Linked DNA regions of Ostrinia nubilalis: region 2 is linked to region 1. A link is a contact called in public Hi-C data. All regions are on one chromosome and are shown on one strand. Each heading gives the region's core, a stretch centred on a gene start, on an enhancer-like site or on the middle of the called end of the contact. The rest is flanking DNA. Distances are from core to core; before and after follow the strand shown. Region 1 holds the start of LOC135081859 (large ribosomal subunit protein bL19m). Region 2 holds the start of LOC135081862.

What was found. A called contact is a pair of places that touch in the nucleus more often than the background predicts.
Region 2: a contact with region 1 is called in a Hi-C map of whole larva, with 7 times the contacts expected there. The contact joins the promoter of LOC135081862 here to the promoter of LOC135081859 in region 1. A contact is called at or near these places in 2 of 5 Hi-C or Micro-C datasets (whole body and whole larva).

Annotation. Positions count from the first base shown.
Region 1 is chr20:4,619,295-4,623,021 of ilOstNubi1.1, forward strand. LOC135081859 (large ribosomal subunit protein bL19m) reads left to right here and starts at 1,581. Exons shown (of 6, transcript XM_063976642.1): 1 at 1,581-1,641; 2 at 1,717-1,953; 3 at 2,045-2,187; 4 at 2,494-2,673; 5 at 3,059-3,213; 6 at 3,444-3,639. The coding sequence starts at 1,581. The coding sequence ends at 3,576. It overlaps LOC135081500 (short coiled-coil protein homolog), which reads right to left and starts at 1,312. Exons shown (of 2, transcript XM_063976215.1): 1 at 949-1,312; 2 at 1-798. The coding sequence starts at 1,213. The coding sequence ends at 656.
Region 2 is chr20:4,789,409-4,793,071 of ilOstNubi1.1, forward strand. LOC135081862 reads left to right here and starts at 1,483. Exons shown (of 12, transcript XM_063976645.1): 1 at 1,483-1,662; 2 at 1,985-2,209; 3 at 2,713-2,811; 4 at 3,136-3,238. The coding sequence starts at 1,483. LOC135081860 reads left to right here. Exons shown (of 3, transcript XM_063976643.1): 3 at 973-1,296. The coding sequence ends at 1,296.

The sequences.
Region 1 (3,727 bases), core at 331-2,830:
ATAAGTACCTTATGACACATATTTTGCTAATTTGCAACTTTCCAATCCAAGCATGCAGGATTTCCAGGTTCCAGGTGGAATTTTAATATTTGAAATAATTTGAGTCTAATTTCTTAATAGGGCCTCAGTAACTCAACAAAACATCAAAATATGCAGTTTAAATCTCTAATTTGATCCACAACTTAATGAGTGATAATTATATTCTAAAATACTCACAATATGCATTCAGGGCACTGGCCAAAGTGGACCAATAAAAAAAGCCTCAAGAGTGTGCACACCTTATTAAATTGCAATGTGCAAAGTTAAATCATGAAACAACCTATGTACAATGTTTCTTTTGATGTGAATTATATTAATTAACCTTACAAATACAAACAGTACCATGTAATTAATGCATAAATTGATATCAACATAACAATATAATGAACAAACAGCTGTGAAAGTATTGAAACAGATTCATTGATTGCAACAAGCAAATTATTGAAATAGATTGGTCCAGGATTAAATGCTGTAACAATAAGTTTAAAAATGCTTGTACAAAATAACATGGGAATTAAAGCTAAGCCTCTTTCAAAGTTTCATAGCATCTGCATTTTCTGCAATGTCGAACACCAATTACATCTTGCTTGCTTTACATAATGAACAGTAATTAATTCTATTTCTTATGCACATTAGGAGTTGTAGATTGGAATACTGAAGAGGCAGACATTAAATTTTCTATATACTGTCCAAGAACTTGGTTTTCCGAACGTAATTTCAGGTTTTCTTCTTTGACAGAGTCCACTCTTTGAGACAGATCTGAAAATAGAAACAAACTGTTTTTAAAATGATTTGCAAGTATGAAGTAGTAACTATATGTGTGAATCATCGTTACAATAACTGTCGGAAGTCTAATAACAAAACAAAGAATGTTAAAATTGAGATCTAGGTAGAGTAAATGCAACTTACCGTCCAAAGTGTTCTGAAGCTCCAACACTTGTGATATCAATCGGGCCTTCTCCTCTTGCTCATCGATGCCCGAATCAGGCTCGAAGCTCGGAGGACCATTCAGGCCAGGGCTAGAAGATCCTCCTGTATAGGAACTGGGTAATGAGTCCATGGAACGACCATGATCTAATCGATTGTTTTCGACGTCATCAGTAATAATCACTTGTGGATCATCATCGGCCAGTGGAATATTATCATCACCACACTTCTGCATTATCGACGACATTCTCAGTTGCAGATTTTTATATAAAATTGAGAGAAACAGTAAAATGTACCGTAAACAAAATCGATATCACTTTTTTGACGTTAATGACATTTATGTCTTATAAAAACTGTAAAGATAAAAATAGCAAAGGGACTGGTTACTGTACAGTGTACGTACATGCAATATGTACCTATGCTTTTAATTTTTTACTTGGGGGAATGAAAAAAAATATTTCTTTGCAAAAGTTTGCAAGCAAGCAAATTGCAATTTAAAAAAACAAGTGTCAACTTACTTTCCCGTGAGGAGATCGTGTTTGTAAAATTATTTCGTAAAATGCGAATTTAAATCGAAATTAACTGATAAGATATACTGAATTATCTTATTCGCAATGGCGTTAGCAATAAGAAGAACCAGTGATTTATTGTGCGCCACAAAATGGTTTTGGAGAGGTTAGTATTTATCGCAGAATATTATTGTCTTTTATATCGGAGTTATTCAGTCATTTACGCTTTTATTTATTCCAGATTGCCGTTTATTATCCACACTACCAGAAAAGGCGGAGGCTCCTCAAGAAGTAGAAGTCCGACGACCAGCCAATCGCAGGCAAATTCCAAATGAAGCAGTTCTCGAATCCAGACACATTTACCCTGAATTTCTTCCTGATCCTAACCCTAATTGGAGAAACAGCTTGCGTGAGAAGCTGGAGAGAGCTGACATGCTGAAACGGAGGAGTCAAATCGATATTCCTGAATTTTATGTTGGTAAGTCTACATTGTTGAATTGCTTACAAATCTGTGCTCAGAGATAAAATAATTCGTGATTTAACTAACATGAGTGTTACCACGTTTCTAGGTTCAATCCTAGCAGTCACCATATCTGACCCTCATGCTCAGAGCAAGACCAACAGATTTGTAGGAATCTGTATTGAACGCAAAGGATGTGGTCTGCGCGCTGACTTCACTCTGCGGAATGTTGTCGATCATCAGGGAGTGGAGGTAAACTAAATAAATGAAATATTGAAAATAAAATAATGAGAATTCTAGCAAGAATAAATTTACTTAGTTAATTTATTACTTCTTCATTATTTAGTTTATTACTTCATAATTAATTGTTAGTCTGCACTCTGTATTCATTTTAACTGTGGAAGTTTGCTGATTTCTGTCCTATATTCTGTGTGTATATGAAAATTGATTGTTTTCCTAATATAAATAAATAAATTAGCCCTAGAATGGTAATGTGTCTTTTACCAGGGATTTATTTATTTCATACCAGATATCTTATTTTCTTTGTTTATCTTCTAGGTGCGATATGACCTCTATGATCCTACTATTCAGAAGATCCAAGTGTTGAGACTTGAGAAGAGGCTGGATGAAAAGCTTTTTTATTTGAGAGATGCTCTACCAGAATACAGCACATTTCCTTTCGACATGGATCCCGAAATACTGCCTGAGGGTACACCAGTGCCAATTAATCCTGTACAGGTATGTGATGATTGATAGAAATAAAATAAATAAGAAAAAGATATTATACTGGATAGGCTATTGAAATCTAATTGTGTATTGAAGAGTTAAACTTTAAAAAAATGTATGCAAACTGCAATACCTAGAATCTAGGCTTCTAGGAAACATTTAGGCCTTAGATGTTCCAGTTATTTTTGTGATGAGTAAAAAAGATTTCTCAATTAAAGAAAACTATTGTTTACCATCTTAGTAAACAAATATCTTTGACTAACAGCTGATTAAAGTTGAGTTGCATGTAGTATTTTATTACTGCTGTATTACATTACTCCTGGCCAGGACTTGGTGTACCCACATAGTAATCTATTATGAACCTGGCTACTTATTATTTATTTATATTATTTTTCAGGTGAAATTGAAGCCCAGGCCTTGGTTAGAGAGATGGGAAAGACAAGAGCTGAAGGGTATCTCAAACATTGAAGAGTATTTGAAGGAGAAAGATAGAGTCCGTAGGGAACTGAGGAAGACTCCGTGGGAGAAATATGACTTGATGAAACAGTACAGGTAAAATATTGTACTGTGTAAATAACATGATTATGAATGAAAAGATAGGGTGGTGGGATGCTGGGAGTGTTATGAATTTCAAAATGATTTTATCTTTATTGTATTAACAAGTTTAACAAAACATTAATACAATATTGAGAATTGAGATTCATTTCCCTTTCAATATTTATGTGAAAAATAAAGTTGATGAATTTTTTACTATAGCTTGAATTTGTACTTTATTTTTCTAGGAAAACAATACCGATGGAAGACCAAAGCGAGATATGGGCTGAAGTACACAACCAACTCCAACAACTACAACTAAGCAGAAAGAAGATGTCCAGAAAACGAACTTTCAGCGCGCCCAAACCGCAGCTGGGTTAACTTGCAGTACAGATAAAATTGTTTAGATTAATATTGTAGAATTAATAAATTACGTATTGCTAAGATTGTAATTTTATTAATAATCATACCACATTCTGGTCGAAATCTTCCTGGATAAAAAGTAAAAATTCATAATATCATGGCATGCATT
Region 2 (3,663 bases), core at 233-2,732, 170 kb after region 1:
GAGGTCGTCACGTCGCTGCATTTTCCGGTACATGGCCTCCACCCAGAACCTTGCTGCCCCATCGGCAGTCAGTTCTGCGTACTAAGCGCCCTGCCCATTGCCACTTCAGCTTGCTAATCCGTCGGGCTATGTCAGCGACTTTAGTTCGTTTTCGGATCTCCTCATTTCTGATTCGATTTCGTAAAGAAACGCAGAGCATAGCCCTTTCAGGTAGGTCTTACTGCTCGACAATAAGGTTATGTGGCTTTGTTTCGGTGTCAGGTGGTTACGATTTCACGCCTCAAAAGCTAAAACAATTTGACCACTTATTGATCTCTATCATGAAAATATCCATAATGTCCATTCCATAGCAACCGCCTTTTGTGACTGTTTTCCTAGACCACAATTACTTTCAAGGTGAGTCTTCACGGTCCACTCCTGAAAATAGATATTCTCTAACTGTATCCTTAGCAACCGCTTATTTTTCTGCCTGCCACTTTGCCCAAGTTGATTTGTCCTTAAACCACCTTCATTTTATCTAAATTAGTCACCTATTTGACTTCAAAATATACATTTTCGTATCTCTGACTGCCGAAGTAAAAAGTCTGTCCATGGAGCATTTACATTTATTTCAGTAAAAAAAGAGATTTAAATAAAATTTTAATATTTTAATTGCATAAATGGTAACGAAATCTATGCATCTCTTAAGAGAGATGCTGTCTAGGATGGTACATCTGCCCTGTAAGTGCCTATTCACTTTCGCCTTGAAAAGGATCATTTCTGCTCATTGATTAAGATCAGGCACTAGGCACCAGGTGCGATTGCGGTCAAATATCTGCCTTGTCACGCATAAAAGAAAAAGAAAGGAACATGCCTGTTTTGTGTGTGAATTCTTCAATCATATTAATCCAAAATACATCTCTAGATACTATTAAGATATCAGATTTATATGCAACTAAGTATTAAATAATGAGGTCTCGCTCTTGTTTCCAGGAAGCAAACGGCGAATTGCTATCACACAATTCGTCAGCTTTACACCACGGGCCGCGGCTGCTGAACCCGACGTCAGGATTCAACCGGCAGTGGTCGCTGTCGCAGCTGCTCGCGGAGTTCGGCGAGCTGTGCCAGTGGCTCACGCACGTGCAGGAGGAGATCTACTCTAGTCCCGAGAACCTGTCCAGCAGGAAGCTTAGAATGGTGAGAACAAAAACTTCTACCTGCTTTAGGAAAGGAACCTATGTAGATGCTCCAGAAAACTCTAAGAACGCTAGGAGAAGATCCATTCTAGTTCTAGAAATTGATCCAGAAGGAAGCTGAGGATGGTAAGTGAACACGGAATTCCAGCTGGTTTTATTCTTCTGATGACTAGAGACACGATTATAGCATCGAAAGTGGAAGCTAAGTCTTTAAGTGCTTCTTTTTCCTCTTGTGTATGGGCTGGAGAAACCCTGATGTTAGAGGACGCTGTGCCTAGCCATCAAATCATCTATCGTCAGGTGGCATATGAGTTTTTTCTTTAGATGGTCTGATAATACTAGTCTGGTAGAAGCGTCAGGGTTCAACCAGCAGTGGTCGCTGTCGCAACTGCTCGCGGAGTTCGGCGAGCTGTGCCAGTGGCTCACGCACGTGCAGGAGGAGATCTACTCTAGTCCCGAGAACCTGTCCAGCAGGAAGCTCAGAATGGTGAGTGTACATGGAATTCCAGCTAGATTAAGTCTGGGACCCCTGAAGACACGGTAGAAACCAGTAGGAAAACAGGAGACGATCTATTCTAGCTTTGGTATATAGTCCAGCAGTAAGCTAAGGATGGTGAGTATATAAGAGATTCCTTATGGTCTCATTAGTTCTTAGAAAGAGACTTCTAAGACGCTAGAAAACAGTCAATCAGGAAAAGAACGAGCAGGCTCGTCTTTGAGTGCTTCTTCTTCTTATTGCGTATGGGCCAGAAACCCTGGTGTCAAAAGATGCTTTGTGAAGCCATCCAATCATGTCCATCGTCAGGTAGAACCAAAAGTTTTCGTCAGGTGATAAAGCAGCTCCTTCTGCAAATATTCTTCTTTCTGGCTTAATTGGGTGGTCTCTGGTAATGGTTATAGCCTCAGGGTTCAACCAGCAGTGGTCGCTGTCGCAGCTGCTCGCGGAGTTCGGCGAGCTGTGCCAGTGGCTCACGCACGTGCAGGAGGAGATCTACTCTAGTCCCGAGAACTTGTCCAGCAGGAAGCTCAGAATGGTGAGTCCAGAGTCATTAAAAATGGGACCTCTAAGGACACGCTAGAAACCAGTAGGAAGCAACACCACGAGAAACGAAACCGGTAAGAAAAGTAAGAGATGATCAGCATTTTTTTCTAGTCCTGGGAACCGTTCCAGCCAGAAGATGAGGAAGCCACCTTGTCTATACATTTAAGAACGCGACACCACTGGACACCCTAGAAGTGGGAGAACCAACAAAGCAGCAAGAGCTAGAGAAACCCTGATGTTGTCATGATTATTGGCTAATTAGTTATTGTTATGATACAATTGAAGAGGCTCAAAGCCAATACACCTACAATCGAGCAGGTTAGCATATAGTGCTCCTTTCTCTTCTAGAGTAAATATGCTGGTAAACTCCGATATTCATAAACACTAATCATCTGATGCTATGTATATCTGTCTATGGTATCCATCGCCAGAAACTTTTTCTGCAGTTTAAGTTTGTAAGCGGAATTTAACTAATTCAATTACTCCCTTTTTCAGAGTCGGATGTCGGAGTTGGTGTCAGTAGAGCCCCGACGAGCTAAGTTCATGGAGCAAGCCACCGCCATCTTGGAGAGGATACCAGAAGCAAGCGCGGAGGTAATAACTCTAGTTAAATTAAATAACAATATAATTGCATTGGTTCGAAGTTATTAATTCTATTAGAGGTAATGTCCTCAACGAGACTCATTCATTACCGTAATGAATGAGTCTTCGAGGGTCTGAACTGTCTGAAGATCGTGAACCCTTATTGTTCCCTTATAGTGCTCGTTTCACGGCGGTCTTATTATGCTAAAACAATAGAAATATGAGATTTTCATTTCAAATTAAATTCCAAAGATTCCGTTATCACCGAATAATTTGTGAAATCGATGTCCTGCCACGATGTCTGGTAAATAATAATATTGTAATGTATTTTTTAAGGTAACATGGCGCATGGAACATCTGAACGTGAAGTGGGAGGGTCTCCGCCTGCTGCTGAGTCCTGAACAGCAGCATAGGGACGGAGATGGCTCCGACACTGTTGGTAAGCAGTAATAAATAGTTTTGTTTAGAATTTATTTCAAGAAATCGATAAATATATCACCCAGAACTATAGATGACCCACGCTGAACTGTCCCACCAAACTCAATGACAGGGGGGCGCTACCATCGTTCAACTATATGGTTTCCAACATGGCAAAAATCTGAACCAGCGATCCGGTATTGACGGTGGCGCCCCACTGTCAATGTCATCGACAGGACAGTCCAGTATTTTGGAACTATACCTCACTGTTTGATAGAGGCGCAGGTAACATCTAACTTTTTAGGTACTACTAGCGACATCTATGAACTGAATTCCGGTTGATTAGTTGTGTACAAAGTAGTTTAGCCAATGCGGCATAGATGGCGTTTTCATCACTAATGATAAATCTACAGTATATTACGAATAATCCAAAAGATGGCGCTGTCA